6 separate regions of the Mus musculus genome follow, and regions 1, 3, 4, 5 and 6 are each linked to region 2. A link is a contact called in public Hi-C, HiChIP or PLAC-seq and promoter capture Hi-C data. All regions are on one chromosome and are shown on one strand. Each heading gives the region's core, a stretch centred on a gene start, on an enhancer-like site or on the middle of the called end of the contact. The rest is flanking DNA. Distances are from core to core; before and after follow the strand shown. Region 1 has its middle 27 kb from the start of Gm25699. Region 2 holds the start of Robo2 (roundabout guidance receptor 2). Region 3 has its middle 170 kb from the start of Gm41472. Region 4 has its middle 49 kb from the start of Gm41472. Region 5 has its middle 270 kb from the start of Gm41472. Region 6 has its middle 190 kb from the start of Gm22163.

Region 1 (2,700 bases), core at 33-2,532, 960 kb after region 2:
AAGAATATCTTGTTTCTCAGGCTCTTGCAGTCTTCTATTGTTCACAGAATATACTATGTCAGAGCACTATATCTATGTGTCCTTCTGAGCCCACACAGTGCCACCATACTAGAATTAACAAACCCTTCCACACCCTCCTGCCCCCATTACCATGGTGTCTCTTCCCCAGTCCTTTTCACAAAACTCACTTCCATCAAATTCTTTCATAATAAAGAAAAAAAAAATCTTTGTTTTGATGCTGTTGCATGGACGCTATTGCATGGGTTCTTTACAAAGCACACATGTGTTTAAAAACTTGGCATACAAGATGAATATCGGGGGGAAAATCAGTGTCCTATGAGATCCTTAAGCAAATTATAAAATGGGTGGTCTCTATTGAGTGCCCTCTCCCCAGCCTTCCTCCCAGGTCTGGAGGCAATGCTTTTTGAAGCTTTTTTATTTTTTTATTTTTTCCAACTTTGGCCATTATTTTCCCTGAAGATCCAACATTAGTCTCTCTAAAACAAAAGTGCTTATCAGTCCCCTTGTTTCTACAATTGATACCATGTAAGAAGAAAATAATTCAAATTCATTCACATTAAAGAATGACTGGCTGATAGGCTCAAATACCCCCATAATTATTTTTATTTTAAAACAAGGAGGTTATTAACCTAAATTGCACCCATTAGAGGAGCAGCTGGCATGCAGGGTGATGCTTCCGACGTTATATCTGTGTATGAGAAAGGAACCTTGTCACCCACTCTAATTCTAATTCATTTTTAGGTTATTAAAAAAGACCAGTTGGAATTAGAAAGGTTAAGTTACAACTTCTAAAAACATTTTAATATATGATTGTGCTTTCCATGGGAAATGAATGACTTTGAGTTAGGATGCCTTCTCATTATGCCTTGTTGGGAAGCATTGCATACCTAGTAAGGCAAGCTGATCCTGAAACTTTCCTTTGAACAAAATGATGGCAACACTAAATAAACAAAGATTTAATCACAGTTTTTTGAGTTTTTTTGGTTTTTGGTTTTTTTAAATAATACTTCCTTCATCCTATGTTTTAACAACGCCCATCACCTTGGAAATTGACTTTCCAAAAGAACGTTTCTGATTTGCTATGTTGAGAATGAAAAGAGAGATTTATGAGAAGGCCGACATTTGATCACTATGTTCATTTATTTTGTAAGGACAAATTCTAGCAAAGCCAGAACCAACTGTTAGGTACCCAAGAGTAGGCAGCTGCAGAAATTTACTTTACACGGAGTCAGTCTCGCACCACCAGTAAAAGGCCTTGGTTCTCACAGGAAGTTTAAGCCTGTCGCCTGGTCTGTGGTTTGCCTTTGAAATTGCACTTGCCGCTATGTCCTAAGTAAAATCAGACTGTAATTAAGGCAAGTATTCTGCCTACAAGAAAAGTAAGATCCAGTTACCAAAGGCAAGAACAATTTCTCCATTTTAATTGGCTGCATTAGCTATCCATCTACCATACGTGATGAAAGGGTACCAAATGAGGAAACCCGCTGTGGCAACTTCTGGTTATGGCTCCGGAAATTGCTGCTGCACTTACTTTAAATACAATTCCAAGCAGAGGGCAATTAATAAAAAGGATTGTGGCAGGAAAGCTTATTTTAAAATGGTACGATGAAATATGGGGCGGTACTGGCATTTCTGAGTGAGATGCTAGACTCACTGCAGAACTGGAAATGGCCTGCATCAAAGGAAACCTGACCAAAATTCAGCTCCGGTAACGAGTGGGTATAATGAGGGATCTAGTATTTCTACCATGCATTATTTGCCCATCAAGATGCGATGAGAGAAGGGATAGAGCAGGAGAGAGAGAGAGAGAGAGAGAGAGAGAGAGAGAGAGAGAGAGAGAGACAGAGAGAGAGAGAGAGAGCGCTAAGGAGAGAAAGAAGGGCATTAAAGGGACTAAAATCCATTTATATAAAGATATGAAGTTCTCAGTAATTTGTTTTGAAAGCATGCTTACTACTAAATAGCTGGAAGAAAAGCTTTAAGTTATGATTTGCATTATGATAGGGAACCTAGAGATGCATGAGATTTAAATTGAAACTATGAATGGCAGAATCATCCCATTAGGTTGATTAAATGGTTACAAAATCATTCCAAATTTGGGAACTACACTACTCTTACCTAAAAATAAGACATCTGACCCCTTGACTGCTGCAAAGGTTTCTAGAATGGATCGACTAACCTTTGGACATACCCACATCATAACTTTATGCCATATGTTTCAATGTTACCGTTTTAAAGCAAATTTTCTAGGTTGTCATTTGCATGAAGGAGACAGTAACACAGCCAAACACTTAGTCCAATTCTTAATACAGTCCAGATCCACATCCAGTTCTCTGTGGGGTAAGATTTAAGATTAGCCATTCATTTCAACATGTAAGATGAGAAGATACTGATATTCGACGCATGCATGTGGAAATAAATGAAAAAATAAGAGAGAGAATAGAATCACTCTACTTTTATGTAAAGTTTTCAGAGGACTGGTCCTGGTAACTGACTTTGGAACAGGCTACATTTGTCAAGTCGTAGCACGTGGCAAAGAATATTACATGGGTTAAGGTGGAAAGCGTCTTCTAGCTTGCTCTTAATAGAACACAGAGTGCACACCTCAAATTTGCAATGGATATATTGATGCCCTGGGTAAGCAGGTAGATGCCGCCTTTCTCAGTGGCAGAAAGAATC
Region 2 (2,700 bases), core at 137-2,636:
AGGCTTGCTTGGCTCAGGGACCTGCGTGAGTTCCTGTCAGGCGCTTTTATAATCACCTGAACAAGCATCAAACAGCTACCAAGCAAAGCTTTTGATCACACGTGGGTCCGGCCACAACGGCCATGTCAGGGCACCTTAGACAGTGGCAGGAATCGGATTGAAAGTGGCCTTCTCTAACTGTGCCCAGCCCTAATAGCATCTATTCGGTAGTTTTTGCTTGGACTGTATTCCCTTTTATCGTGCTTGGGCAGAAATTCCGCTCCAGCTCATGTTAGCCTAGTTGGGTTATCAGCGTTCCTAAATCAGAGGCTGCTTTTCCTAATTCTCTTTTAGAGGTCCTAAAAAGAGCGAAGGCTCTAGAAAACCACTTCCTCAAGTCTTTTGATCCTCGACCTCCTCCATTCCCAGAGTCTTCTGCAGGACTCATTTATCACAAGGTCCCGAATTATAGTCCGTGAGTGTTGAGAGGTCAGGAGGCAACTGAGCAACATTAGCCCGATGCCAGTCCTCCCCCTATTTTCTCTTGGGGATTCCGTAGTTAGCCATAGATCTTGGCTAAAACAAGCTGGCCGAGATTAGAGATACCCCTCCCCTACATCCACATAGTTGGTTTTGTGTGTGGTGCGGTGGGGGGTGGGCAAGTTCACTTACAACCACAGAGGGTGTATGTACACAAAACCTTTCTACTCCAATAGATACTTCTTTCACTCCCCTGCTCTCCCTGTTGGCCAGCTTCTTTCTGGTAAAAGGTGAACTCTGTGTGTGTGTGTGTGTGTGTGTGTATGTGTGTGTGTGTGTGTGTGTGTGTGTGTGTGTGTGTGTGTGTGTGGTGATTTTAACAGGTAATGAGGCTGTGCCCGGGGTCCTGGAAGATCATTTTTTTTTTCTAGAAAAGCTCTTGTGCAGCTCCAGCAGACGGAGCGATGAATAATTAGGAAGGGCTTCCATGAAATCACTCACCGAGAAAATTACCTGCCCATTAAACGGGCCGCGTGAAGAGCAGGAGGCTGGAAGCCCACCTCACCCCTCCAGAGGAGGGAGGGAGGGGGACGCCCAGGAGGCTCCCAGAATGGGAAAGAGTTGATGGCAGTCCTAGCGAGCCCGCAGCGGTTCCACATTGGTTTATTTCTGTCCCCCCAAGACTTATTCGCTTGCCTGGTTACCCTTGCTCCGCGGACCCCGGGGAGGGCTGTCTCCCCCTGCACGGGACAGTGATCGGGTGGAGGTGGAGATCCGCGTACACCCCTCCATCCTTCAACCCCTCCCGGGGATATACTGGGAGCAGCTCTTTCCTCCCCTCCTCTCCTGCTTCCTCGCCTTCCCTCCTCCAAGTCCTTCCAGCCCCCAGCAGCTGCTGGAGGAGGCGGTCGCAGCGCAGCCTCCGCCTCTGAAGCGGTGACTGTCCCGAAAGAGGCTGGAGGCAGCACTACTCCCGGAGGCTGGACCACGCGTGAGCATCCTCAGGGCTCCCAGGTCCGGAGCTCCTAGATCTGGCGGTGCTCGCCAGCAGCAGCTGGACGCTAGATCTCTCCGGGGCGGCCCCTCCCGGGTGGCCGCGGCCTCAGCTCAGCCCCTCCCTCTTCCCTTGCTTCTTCTCCTCGCCCTCCTCCTCGCTCCCTCACCACGTAGGAGTTCCCATTCTCCACCCAAGCCGTCCTGCCTTCCCCTTTTCCTTCCTTTTGGAAACCAGAGACTCCGAGGGAGGCGACCAGGCTGCGGAGGAGAGGGCCGGCTCACAAAGTGCTGCTTTGACACATCCTTAGGATGGAAGTTAAGTGAAAACAGAACCACACAAAACAAAACTCCGCGAAGTGGTGCTGCTACGGAGGAAACCAAGGGGAGAAAAACCCGGTGGGCAGGTCAATGGTTGCTTCGCAGCGCTTTGGCAAGTTTGTGGAACACTTTCTAGGAATTAGGTCTTTTTTGTACCCCCATCATCTTCTTGACTTCCGAAGAAAGAAGTTGTGTTTGGATTGCAATGGAGTCTAAGGAGACAGGGCTAGACGCACGTGAATAGTCCCGCCAGCTGGGCTGAATTTGTGGGAATTTAGAAAGACAGCCTGTGGAAGTGCAACGTCTCTGAAGTCCCCTGGGTTCATTCGGATGGCACCTAACGCGTCCCGTGACAGACCTCTTCACCAACAGCTTCCGATGTTGCCATTTTGCTCTTCTTGACCTTAATTAATCTCTAGGAAAGTCTAAACTTCGGACCTACCTCTTTTTTTGATACTTATTTTTGTACTTCTGCTCTCTGGGATTGGTTTCTTAAACAACCTGGATCCTTTTTCATATGTCAAAATGAATCCTCTGATGTTTACACTATTATTGCTCTTTGGATTTCTCTGCATTCAGATTGATGGTGAGTTAAAGCACCCCTTTTTCTCTGAGATTGTTGTGCCTTCTAAAGAAAATGACAGTGTAGTTGGGAGTATGTTTGGCGAGGCACAAGCTCTTCAGGGCTAGAGGTTCTATGCCTTTTGTTTCTAACCTGATGCTAGTGGAACACCTTATTGTTACTGTTATTGTGATTCATTAATTGAGGCGTTTAGCAGTAAGTGATGGGCTCCCAGCTTAGAAGAGTAACTATTAAAAAACAATGCTAAGAGAGAACCCCGAATGGTTGTGACTACTCTCTCTCTTTGGTATTTGTTCTGGTATCTAAACTTTGGCTTAGGCATTCAACTGCAGAACTATAGTAGG
Region 3 (2,700 bases), core at 189-2,688, 760 kb after region 2:
AACCATAACATCAGATGCCTGATACTGAGAAACTGTCAAAGTGCACGAGAGAAATTGCATATCATAATGACAGGCATCAGTAGATTAAAACCGAAACATCTGAAAAATCTGCTGTTGTTGGTTGACTGTTGTAAATAAATTGTGAGTTCTTTAGAAACACATCCTTTTAAAGGCAAATATTGCAATGTTTACCTCATAGAGAATGTTACGTATTATATGTTATAATACATGCGTTATAAAAGTAACAAAATTGAATTAAGCCTCAAAATGTTAAGATTCTCTAGATATACTCAGTGAAAATCAGATATATTCTTTTTTTTTTCTGGTGAAAAAATATCTGAAAATTTTACAGTACAAAAAAAGGAATAAAAAAAGCTTTGTAAATGATCAATTAATCTATAAGCACATCGGTCAAAGAAATAGGTTTTGTTTTGTTTTGGTTTTATTGAACTAAAAAAAGCCTCCTGTCTCAGCCTCTTGGGTGCTGGAATCAGAAGCGTGTTTTGTTTCAGGTGGCACAATTTGCAGTACTTATTTAACACTAATTAGAAACACCATTGAGGAAAGCCTATGACATCAAGCCATGAAGACTAGAAATATTTTTTTTTTCATGCAATTTTTAAAGAGAATGCCCTTGAATCAGACTGCAGCAATACATCAGAATGGTATTTAACTCCACCCTGCTGACTGGAAATTGATGTTTCTCTTGGTTATATTTGGTTGAGTAGCTCGCAAGTTTGGTGTCTGAATACAGTAGCCTCGGAGGGTTTTAAAATCAGTATTTCTTGTTTCTTTTTTTCCTTTCACTGTTTTTTCTCCAAATATCACTAAATCAGCTTGAAGTGTTAGGCCCTAGTTACGAATCTGAAGAAGCTTGCTTGAAAGATGTTCATTGTGTTTGGATGCATCCTAGACCTGAGAGACAACAGGGCAGGGTTGGTCGGTCTGGGTACCAAGGCACCTCATAAAACTGCCCATTGTGTTTTGTTTCTAAAACACAAGGAGGGCATCGTTTTGGATGCTGGGGAGGGCTTCTTTTCCCCTTTCTTTAAAAGGAAGAGAAAGCCCTAAGTTGTAAGAAAGAAAACCAACCTCACTGACTAGGGAAATTAGAGGCAAACAAATCCTTTCTCTATAACAATATGGAAAGAAGAAACATGACAGAGTTAACAAAAAGACCCATCTTTCTGTCAGCAGTCTTACTCTCATTCCGCTGAGATCCATTAGCAGCTGCGAAGTGTGAAAATTAGGAGCGAAAGCACAGACGATATTTTAAGGCTGCGAATGCAGTCAGCTTTCACAATCCCTTATCACATCGCCACTTTCCCCCACCAAACATGTGATCAGCACTTTTTTTTTTTTCTCCCTTAATGATTGCTCAACAGATTCAAATATTGCCCCAGAAGTCTACAAAGGGAACTGACCTGGCACAAAGTGATAGCATCCGGGGCCTGTTTCCCAGGAGAATCAGCCAAGGGGACAGGGAAGGGAGCAGATGTTTTTGATCAACAGCCACGTTTTAGTTCGCTACCGTTACTCCCTTCCTAACCACATGCTCTAGGCCGTAATCATGCACTCCCTTCTTTTGCTTTCATAAACACAGCAGCATGTCATACTTCAAAGCCCGTCTTGTTGACACAGCTTGCTTCAGCTGTTCACATAGCAAATTGCTCACCGAAACCAAAGTCACATCAGCTCTTTGCCGAGTGCCTGAAAGAGGCTGTAGACTCTCTATGACGATTGCATTCCGGTGTGTCACGGCGCTGGGAGTCTATACACCTGGCACGGATTCCTTTGCACATTTTAGGTCCTTGCGATGTATGAGGTGTTTCCGCTGCTGCATGAGCTAAAGCGAAGTCTCCCCGCCATTTCACTAAAGCTTCAGAGCAGCCCATCAAATCCTTTTTCATATGTGATACAAATATAAACAGCAGAGACACCAGAGATTGTAATGTAGGGTGTGAAACAAGGCCATACTTACTGCTGGCATCGTTTTGCCTGAGCTGACTGCTTTCCATCTATATTCATTTCCACCTCAAAGCCTACACAGCCGATGAACCACAGTTTTGAGTGGCTATACCCCCAATCCAGATCAGGTAGATTCAAGGCAACAGTGCATGGCGGTCAAAAGACTGCCACAGTGTCACACATCTTTGATTCCACCCAGCTAAGCTCCAATCCTGTAGTCTAAACAAATTTCCTTTAAGACTTAGTCCCTTTATCTATAGTGACAGATCTAAAGTATCCCAAGACCCACTTAAGTTTTTAAACCCCATTTTCTCTACGTTAATGCTTGGCAATCAAAGCTAAAATCAGCACAATTGCAATCTTAATGTCTTTCTAAACGATGACAAATACCTTTAAAGACAATCCAGGTGGCTAATTTTCTCTGGTCTTCTAAAGAAAGAATTTTCTCATGAAAAAAAAAATGGCCAATTTCCCACAATCTGCTCACTTCCTCTTTCTCTTCCACTTGGATTAATGAAGCTCAGGACACGATAATATGCATTTCCTGTTTCTTATTTTGCTTGGTCTGCCCAGTCTGCTTTTCCCTACTCAACTGTTTTACATCACAGTCAGAATGAAATTTAAAGCAAAATTGTATCATTCTATTCACATATTTTTGGTATAAATCTTCCAGGCCACCTGAACATAAATACTTTGCCCTAGCTGTCAAGGTCTTCATGGTTTTCAAATCAG
Region 4 (2,700 bases), core at 139-2,638, 880 kb after region 2:
CGGACCAGCTCTGCTGCCTGGTTGGTGGCTCAGTGTCTGAGAGATCTCTGGGGTTCAGGTTAGTAGAGAGTGCTGGTCTTTCTGTGAGGTTGTCCTCCTCCTCAGTTTCTTCTAGCCTTTCCCTAATTCAACTACTGTGGTTCCCGACTTCAGTCGATTGGTTAGGTGTAAAGATCTGCCTATGTCTCAGTCAGCTGCTTATTGGGCCTCTCAGAGGACAGTCATGCTCGGCTCCTGTCTGTAACCACACCATAGCATCAGTAATAGTGTTAGGCCCTGGTGCCTCTCCTTAAGACTGACGTCAAGTTGAACTGGTCACTGTACCTCCTTTCCCTCAGTCTCTTCTCCATTTTTGTACCTGTAGTTCTTTTATACAGAATTAATTCTGGGTCAGAGTTTTTTTGACTGTGGAATGGCAAACCCATCCTTCCACTCGAAAATATCATACTGAGTGAGGTATCTCAGACCTTAAAGGACAGGGATGGTATGTACTCACTTGTACATGGATATTAGCCAAAACTGTACATAATACCCAGGATACAAGGCACAGAACTCCAGAAGGTTAAAAAGTGGAAGGGCTCAAGTGAAGATGCTTCATTCCCACTTGGGAGGGAGAAGAAAGCAATCAGGAGGGTAGGAGGCAGAGAGACCTGGGTGGGAGAGGGGAGGAGGGAAAGGGGAACATGATCAGGTATTGGGGTAAAAGGAGACAGGAGAGAAACCCTGAGGGCCAGCAGAATGGAAATATGCAACCTGGGGGTAGGTAGGAGGTGGGGGTCCCTCTAGAATATACCAGAAACTTGGGGGGGGAGGGGGGCGGGACTCTCAGGACTCAAACGGAGGAAACTTAGATGAAATGTCCAACAGTAGGGAGAGAGAACTTGTAGTGTCTACCTCCAGTAGAAAGACAGGGCACAAAATATCTTTGCGTTTTATTGAGGAGGGAATGACTTTGCCACCTGCTGACTTATTCTTCCAAAATGAAGAGCAAGAAACTCTTCTTAAACAAGATAGAAGAAAGGACAATTCTAAGACTCTGTCTGCTCTTCATCATTTAAGACAAATGCTACAAAGTGAAGTGGTGCCTATACTTTTGTTACAATGTAATTTTAAATGCAACATCCCACCAGGCATACCCATCACTGGTAAGGAAGATTCTAAATATCCCTGGTAAGGCACAGAGACTGTTTGGCTGCTCATGGTTTATTTGTAACAAATGTTCAAGGTGAGCAAGTGACTGCGCTCTGTATAAAATCCCGTTGTTTGGAACATTTCCCAGTCAGCCCAGTGATAGAATCATAGCGGCCACACAGCTGGAACTTCTCTTCTCTGAGTCTAACGACTTTTTCTGTTGATGCCCCACCTCCTTCGGTTCCGCCTTTTCAGACAGCACAACACACTGAGTGTTGATTTATTCCACCATGCAGGCGGCTCCTGCCTTTTCTTTGTCCAGACTATGTGAAGGTCACAGTGAAAAACAGCGTTTCTCATGTCCTTATACACTGTTACAGGAGCCAACGCTTCTCCCAGCTTGAGGTTATTATTTGGCGATTTGAGCCCTGCTTGGTTTGAATGGTTTGATTTATATCCTGCCTTCCCTTAAATTAAAAATACTGCTGCTTGTATATCCCAGTGTGTGTTTTCACCGAGGTTTTAAGTTTTATTTGTTTTTTGACATTGCTTCTCCTATGACTTTAGAGCAATGTAATTTCAGCGAGTTTCTTGTTCATATTAAATAGATACCATCTCCATATTAAACACAGCACCAGTTCTTCTTTGCCTGGCTTTCTTTTGTCGTTTCTTAAGAAACCTGAATGTGCAGGATCGAAGAATAAACTATTGTTAACCTGAGACCCCTTTTAATGCTTGAACATCTGTAGTCCCGCTGAAACACGCCCCGCGATGTAGAGTTCATTTTTTTTTTTTGCTAAGAAACGCACTCCATTTCAAGGTCCTCTTTCTGCTAAAATGCTTTTATCAAAAACTGTATCAAAACAAATCTGAGACTTCAGTGCCTTCCCATCAATATTAAATCTAAATGTTCTCCTTTAGGACATACTTTGAGAAGGTTTTATATTTTCCGACTTCTACCAGCCCAAATCCTTAGTCATTCTAACTGTAGGGACAACAGGGTGACAGCTCAGGGATAAAAATCTTCTCTAGCTTCTTTGTTATACTGTTATACATCAACATTCATTTTATATAGCCTAAGAGAGAAAGCCAGCATAGCACACTCTTATGTGTCAAAGCAACAGTAATTGTCTCACTTCTAACCTTTAAGTATTCTCTGGAAGTAGTCTAATCTAAGACTGGAAGTAAAACTACTGTGTCTGTAGAAAATGCACTATGTTGTGATTCTTGCAATTAATGAAAAAAATGTCACAAGTCAGATTATATGATGTAAGTAAGGCCCAAATTACTGAAGTCATCCGGAGCTGCTTTGATTGCATTTGGCCGCATTAGGTTTGACGTAATATTTCTCAGAGAACCCTGATAGGCATTGATGAAGACCAGTAAAGGAAGACTGAGAGAGTTAAAAAAAGAAAAAAAAAGTAGGCAATGGGAAAAAACACTTACCTTCCTTGTGCTTGTTGACAGAAAATATGATATAACAATGAAAAAAATGGATGGTCCAGAGACTGTCCCACCCGGGGGGTCCATCCCATAATCAGCTACCAAACGCAGACACTATTGCATACG
Region 5 (2,700 bases), core at 165-2,664, 660 kb after region 2:
TGTGTGTGAAGATGCCCACAAATGCCAGAAGAGGACAACAGTTCTCCTGGAACTAGAGCTATAGCCATTTGTCAGCCAACTGTAGTGGATGCTGGGAACTAAACCTGGGTCCTCTGCAAGAACAGTAAAAGCTTTTAATTGCAGAGTTATCTCTTTAGCCCTCAGGATTTCTTTCTAATTTTTGTGCATTTTTTAGTTGTTGTTATTGTTTTAGGCACTGCATACATGTGTGTGTGGTACACATTATGTGCATGTTTTGTGTGGTAGGCACAGTGTACATGTGTGTGGTAGGCACTTTGTGCATGTTGAGTGTGGTATTTACTGTGTACATGTTGTCTGTGGTAGGAACTCTGTGCATGTTGTGTATAGTAGGCATGCAAGCCGGAAGGTCAATGTGGAGGTCTAAGAATAAATTTGTGGAGTTGTTTTTTCTGTTTTCTCCTTTTACTGGGTTTTGGAAATCCAACAGATTATTGAACCAGACAAGAGGGTACCTCTTTCAATAGATAACAAGATATTAAAGAAATAATGCTAATTAAAATTTAAAATCTTGGAAAGTAGATTAATCTATATTTATAATCAAAGATTTCTATATGAGAAATAAATATTCAACTGAAGTTAAGCTAGCACTTTTTATGAAAAACATCTATCTTTCATTTGGGGTGAACACACACACACACACCCCAACGTTGGTGTTATAGATGCTGGATGTTTAAGCAAAATTCCAACAGATCTAGTTCTAATAAAATATAAATGTTGGGAAGGATTTCAAACTTCAACTGCGTGGTGCAAACTGCTATTACTTGTATAGGTATATATAGCCTTACCATGTGTGAATGCAAATTTTACTTAGACAAATCAAAGGCACAGGGTGGCAGGCACATTAGCTTTAGTTTTCAAAACTTCATTGGCTTCAGCTGTTAGTTGAAATGGAACCAGTCTCTTCTACTTTATTGGCACCATTCTGCGCTCTGCCTTTCACTCAGCAATCCAAAAAGACCTTCCCTAAACTTTCTCTTGCCAAGTTGGTAAAATGATGTAAACATTAGTACAAAAATAGATGTGTATGCACTTTTACTAAAAACTTGAAAGTCTGGATGCTTAGAAGCATAGAAGTGACAGGAACATCAACTAAATATAGATAATTCTTGAAATTCTCACAAGTGTCTTTTGTGCCCATAATTTTCAGTTGTGTGAGCAGGCCGTTCATCAAAGGAGGGACTAATGGTGTGCTTTAAAGTTTCACTGACAGAGAGGCAAACGCACCAAAGTTCTAGAATTTCATAGAGCCTCGCAATGAAATACGGCGAGTCCAATTTCAAAGACAGATTTATAGGCATGATTGTGTAACCTAGGTGGCCTAGATTTCACATACCCAGTCCAGAATAGATTAAATTCACATGGCTTTCTCAAGGAGCTAAAACAGCTTTGAATGTTTGAGTCTGCCTTTCCTAAAAGCTGAGTCATATAATCCACAATCAGTGGCTACTGAAGCTGAGGAAATAGCTTTAGAGTGTTTTTCTAAGACCCTTTCCAAGACTACACTCTAATTTAAAAACAATTTGTGTAACTGACAAAGCACAAGGCCCACGTGCCATATTTTAGTGACTTGTCTAACAAGGACAGTAACGTGAGTCAAATTTTCTGGTTGCATAATTTGCTGCAGAAATCGTTACTATACAATTCTTTGTGGACTAGTTGCATAAGGAAAGAAAGATAATCAAATGTGTGATGTTCACACGTTGAACCTATGAAGGATACAGAATATGCATCTTAATCACCTATGCGGCCAAACTGGATATTACTAGGTCTGAGCTGGAGAAGATGGAGAAGTTCTCACTTAAAAAAATCTTCCACATGTAAGCAAAAAGTAAACAATTGAAAAGTTATGGAACTTCGGAATAATGCATGTGATAGTATCAACAGAAAGAAAATCAAAATGACATTTCCCAGTCTTGTTTAATGACTCTTTCTTGGCCAACACCCAGAAGTTTCACTTATCAGACTTCTGGGCTCTATACCTTACTTATACTGAAAAATCTTATGCTGGAAAAGAAGTATTTTCTCTCTCAACTTCTTGCTCTCCCTTGTGGCACGCATGCGTGTGTGTGTGTGTGTGTGTGTGTGTGTGTGTGTGTGTGTGTGTGTGTATGTGTGTGTGTGTGTGTGTGTGTGTGCCCACAACCATATGTCTGAGAGGCAGTGTTCAGGTGCCATGGTGTGGATATAGAGGTTAGAGGACAACCTCATGAGTGAACTTTGGCCTTCCACCTTGATGAAGACTGGGTCTCTGTTTTGTTTGCTATGGCAGAGGCTAGGCCAGCTGGCCTGCATGTTTCTTGCTTCTGCTGTCTTAAAATCCTCCTGTCTCTAGGATGCCTGAGACTATAGACAGATACAACACACTTTACATGGATTCTGGGGATTCAAAATCAGGCTTACCCAAGCCATCTCTCCATCCCTAAGCAGCTATTATTATAGGTACCAAAGAGACACACATGGCTCTTCTTTCATCACCTTTCAACAAGAATGTCATCACAAAATGTCCATTAACTGTTGTACAAATTGACTTTTTGCATTGCTACGGTATCCCATTCCTACTTAAAGAAACTTGTGGTTATTTTTTTCTAGGAGAGCAATTGTTGTGTCTTTAGCACCTAGGGTTTTCTGACTCCATTTAGATGGTCTAATATGTCTGTA
Region 6 (2,700 bases), core at 84-2,583, 550 kb after region 2:
GGTATACAAATATTTATATTACATATATATATATATTTGGTATATATATACACACATATATGTGTATATACATATTTGGTATATATATATTCCTCTGTGTGTGTGTTTGGGGGAGGGTGTGTCTAACTTGGTTTCTCCCTTATCTCTTACCTTATTTTTTGAGACAAGTTTTTTTACTGGATCTGTAGTTCATCGATGTAGCTTGATTGACTCTCTAGTGAGCAACAGGGATGCACCTGTTTGCCCTCCACCCACCTTTTACGGGTATTGAGCATCACACCTCAAGTCCTTATGGTTGTTTCTCAAGAGTTTTACCACAAAAGAACAATTTTTTCCATTGTTTTTCAACATCCACACTTTACAATCCTTTATATATTTAGTGTGTTTTATAAGGTTAGTGATAAATGGTATAAATAGTTTGTCTTGATTTTAGAAACATTTTAATACTCATTTTAAACCTCATGCCAATTTCAATGATTATTTTGAGTGCATAAATATCTGTTGACTAAACTGGTGTTGGTTTGAGGCTTGGCTTTTCTGATTTCCTCTCCACAGTCCTTGGCTTACTGGGGTTGCCATCGTTAGCTTTGATTATCTTATACCTGGGCCGTTACATATTTGTTCATCTCCTGCTTCTCATGTTTTATGCCAATAGAACACTGCTTGGCCTCTGAGACTAATGATTTTTCTGAAGATTGATCTGATTTTCAGATTTCTTTGCTTAAAAAAATATGCATATCCTTAGACTGAATCAGAATATCTGTTTTGAGGTGAACTTCCGCCATCTTGATCCCAATGCTTTGCCACAGGCATTCTTGTTATAGCAGACGTTTTCAGGGGTGTAGACATCCTTCTCATTTAATCCCCATAAAACCATGTTAGCCCTACTTTTCAGTTCTGAAGAACTAACCTGAGGTCACACAGCTAGTAATGCTCAGAGACTAGAAGAAAACCAAAGCCTTGTTAGTTTTTCTCCTTCCTTGTGTCTCACAGGCAAAATAAACACCTGAGGAGGACTGGGAGTAGCTTGATCACCAAAGTAACGATCCTTGGCACTGCCTCAGAGTCTGAAGCCCTCAGCATTCGGCAGCTTTTTCCATTAAAGCAGCTGTTTAAATGCAAATTATCTTTGGTAAGGGTGTCACATTAATAGCTACTACCAGCTATTAACTCCTAAACACAAATCAATGTTCTTGTTCTCCAGACTACACAGGACTGTAAAAAAATGTAACGACTGACGGAAATTTTTGCACTGAGAATAGATAAGGTTGTGAGCATAAGGATGCTGTCACAGTGAGGGCCTTGGACGAATGACAGATCACAGAGACTGGCCGATAGGCAGGATCTGACAACTCCAACTCCGGCTACAAGGGAAGCAGCCTAAACGCACCATTAGAAAAGAGGATGATCCCAAAGATTGCCTGCTTTTCATTTTCGCATAGAACTATTTATAATCCTCGCATACATTTTGAGCATGCTTCAATTTTTCTCATGAAACTCGGGAAATGACTCTTCCCCTTGAGTGTATGATGTAAGCTAAAAGTGAAGAATTAATCCAAGATGGCCAAATCTGATTCACATAAGGTCCCAGCACGAGCTCACATTAACATCTTTAACCTATGCCTTTAGCGAATAAATGCATCTTCTGCCCTTATGGGACAATTGGCCCTTTCATTTTCAGCATTGTGGGAGATGTGGCCAAATGATTGTATCCCCAAGACACCTCGTCATGCTACTTTGTTGGTAGAATCATAACTAACACCTTGATCCTGCAAAGGAAATACAGAAACAGGACTAGGTTTATATATACCGCGTCCCATAGATAGCTCTTTAAATAAGATTCCACATACTATAAAGTGATGCTGAGGCTGTATGCATTAATTAATTCGCACTTTTTAAAAGGGGGACAGTTATTGAATGCCACAGTATTGAATGTTAGTGGCTAATAAATTTGTTATAAAATGTTACAGGATTAGAAAAAAACAACAACAAAAGATCATCGCTGGATATTGGATTAACAATAGAAAGAACAGAGCCTGCCCTAAACCTCTAGGTGAACAATGGCTCTTGAAAAGGAAACGCTGGCAAATTGCCTGTCTCCTGTGGGAGAAGCAGGAAGGAGGCTGCGGCATCTTTGTAAGCAATCACCCTGCAGAAGGCAGGCTTCTTCCTGGGGCATTAACAACATCTCAACAGGAGTCAGAGATTTTTGTCAAGAGCTACAATTTACACAATAATTACACTCATTGGAGGAAACACTGATCCCAAATTGCCTGACTTCTTTTTCTCTCCCCCAAATCAACCATTCCATCCATATCCCCAAGCTGTTTTAGAAAGGATTCTTTTACTAGCATTTCCATTTTAACAAAGAGTATTTTGTGTCGGTGTGTGTTTTATTTTTTTCCAAACACTTCATAGAGCTGATTTCTTTCTATTAATGGACTAAAAGGGGGAGGGGGTGGGAATAGAAAGAAAGTATCATTTCAGAAGCTTTTTGACATACCTAATCATACCTCTCCTGTATTCAGAAGGGAAATAGGTATTTCTTTTAAGTGTGGTTAGGCATGCTAATCATAATTTAGTAAGGAGTACAAAACCAACTGTGATGAAAGACAACCTAGATTTATGTGGAAATGACAAAGATTATATTGTGCATTGCACATGACAAAGGTAGTTTTTCCAGACTATTAGTTGCTGGGT

The links. Promoter capture Hi-C pulls out the DNA fragments that hold promoters and counts their contacts. Hi-C and Micro-C count contacts between places; a contact is called where the count stands out from the background. HiChIP or PLAC-seq counts read pairs in DNA pulled down with a chosen protein or histone mark.
Region 1: a contact with region 2 is called in an H3K4me3 HiChIP or PLAC-seq map of embryonic limb bud, with 8 times the contacts expected there. The contact joins the enhancer-like site here to the promoter of Robo2 in region 2. A contact is called at or near these places in 3 of 39 promoter capture datasets (cranial neural crest, hippocampal neurons and maxillary cranial neural crest), 9 of 115 datasets of contacts at active chromatin or transcription factors (craniofacial prominence, embryonic basal ganglia, embryonic forebrain and 6 more) and 1 of 9 other capture datasets (embryonic stem cells).
Region 3: a contact with region 2 is called in a promoter capture Hi-C map of hippocampal neurons, with 8 times the contacts expected there. The contact joins the enhancer-like site here to the promoter of Robo2 in region 2. A contact is called at or near these places in 2 of 39 promoter capture datasets (cranial neural crest and hippocampal neurons), 4 of 484 Hi-C or Micro-C datasets (all in uterus), 7 of 115 datasets of contacts at active chromatin or transcription factors (astrocytes, craniofacial prominence, embryonic forebrain and 4 more) and 1 of 9 other capture datasets (embryonic stem cells).
Region 4: a contact with region 2 is called in a Hi-C map of uterus, with 4 times the contacts expected there. The contact joins the enhancer-like site here to the promoter of Robo2 in region 2. A contact is called at or near these places in 3 of 484 Hi-C or Micro-C datasets (nephron progenitors and uterus) and 6 of 115 datasets of contacts at active chromatin or transcription factors (VIP interneurons, astrocytes, embryonic basal ganglia and 3 more).
Region 5: an H3K4me3 HiChIP or PLAC-seq map of embryonic limb bud shows a contact between it and region 2, with 4 times the contacts expected there. The contact joins the enhancer-like site here to the promoter of Robo2 in region 2. A contact is called at or near these places in 3 of 484 Hi-C or Micro-C datasets (cerebral cortex, olfactory sensory neurons and uterus), 6 of 115 datasets of contacts at active chromatin or transcription factors (astrocytes, craniofacial prominence, embryonic forebrain and 3 more) and 1 of 9 other capture datasets (embryonic stem cells).
Region 6: a contact with region 2 is called in an H3K4me3 HiChIP or PLAC-seq map of embryonic midbrain, with 6 times the contacts expected there. The contact joins the enhancer-like site here to the promoter of Robo2 in region 2. A contact is called at or near these places in 4 of 484 Hi-C or Micro-C datasets (cortical neurons, embryonic fibroblasts and uterus) and 11 of 115 datasets of contacts at active chromatin or transcription factors (craniofacial prominence, embryonic basal ganglia, embryonic forebrain and 7 more).

The regions. Positions count from the first base shown.
Region 1 is chr16:73,448,798-73,451,497 of GRCm38.p6, reverse strand. No RefSeq gene overlaps it. Among named protein-coding and RNA genes, the nearest start is that of Gm25699, 27 kb to the right of the region's middle. Within about 2 kb of position 1,282, at least 4 of the 459 cell types and tissues checked have an H3K27ac peak or open chromatin away from gene starts, as enhancers often do. A contact at or near this core is called in embryonic basal ganglia and embryonic limb bud, where this site is marked.
Region 2 is chr16:74,410,511-74,413,210 of GRCm38.p6, reverse strand. It overlaps Robo2 (roundabout guidance receptor 2), which reads left to right and starts at 1,386. Exons shown (of 28, transcript NM_175549.5): 1 at 1,386-2,359. The coding sequence starts at 2,299.
Region 3 is chr16:73,646,294-73,648,993 of GRCm38.p6, reverse strand. No RefSeq gene overlaps it. Among named protein-coding and RNA genes, the nearest start is that of Gm41472, 170 kb to the right of the region's middle. Within about 2 kb of position 1,438, at least 54 of the 459 cell types and tissues checked have an H3K27ac peak or open chromatin away from gene starts, as enhancers often do. A contact at or near this core is called in craniofacial prominence, forebrain, hippocampal neurons and 2 more, where this site is marked.
Region 4 is chr16:73,529,064-73,531,763 of GRCm38.p6, reverse strand. No RefSeq gene overlaps it. Among named protein-coding and RNA genes, the nearest start is that of Gm41472, 49 kb to the right of the region's middle. Within about 2 kb of position 1,388, at least 15 of the 459 cell types and tissues checked have an H3K27ac peak or open chromatin away from gene starts, as enhancers often do. A contact at or near this core is called in nephron progenitors, neural tube and uterus, where this site is marked.
Region 5 is chr16:73,753,170-73,755,869 of GRCm38.p6, reverse strand. No RefSeq gene overlaps it. Among named protein-coding and RNA genes, the nearest start is that of Gm41472, 270 kb to the right of the region's middle. Within about 2 kb of position 1,414, at least 9 of the 459 cell types and tissues checked have an H3K27ac peak or open chromatin away from gene starts, as enhancers often do. A contact at or near this core is called in craniofacial prominence and embryonic limb bud, where this site is marked.
Region 6 is chr16:73,863,389-73,866,088 of GRCm38.p6, reverse strand. No RefSeq gene overlaps it. Among named protein-coding and RNA genes, the nearest start is that of Gm22163, 190 kb to the left of the region's middle. Within about 2 kb of position 1,333, at least 8 of the 459 cell types and tissues checked have an H3K27ac peak or open chromatin away from gene starts, as enhancers often do.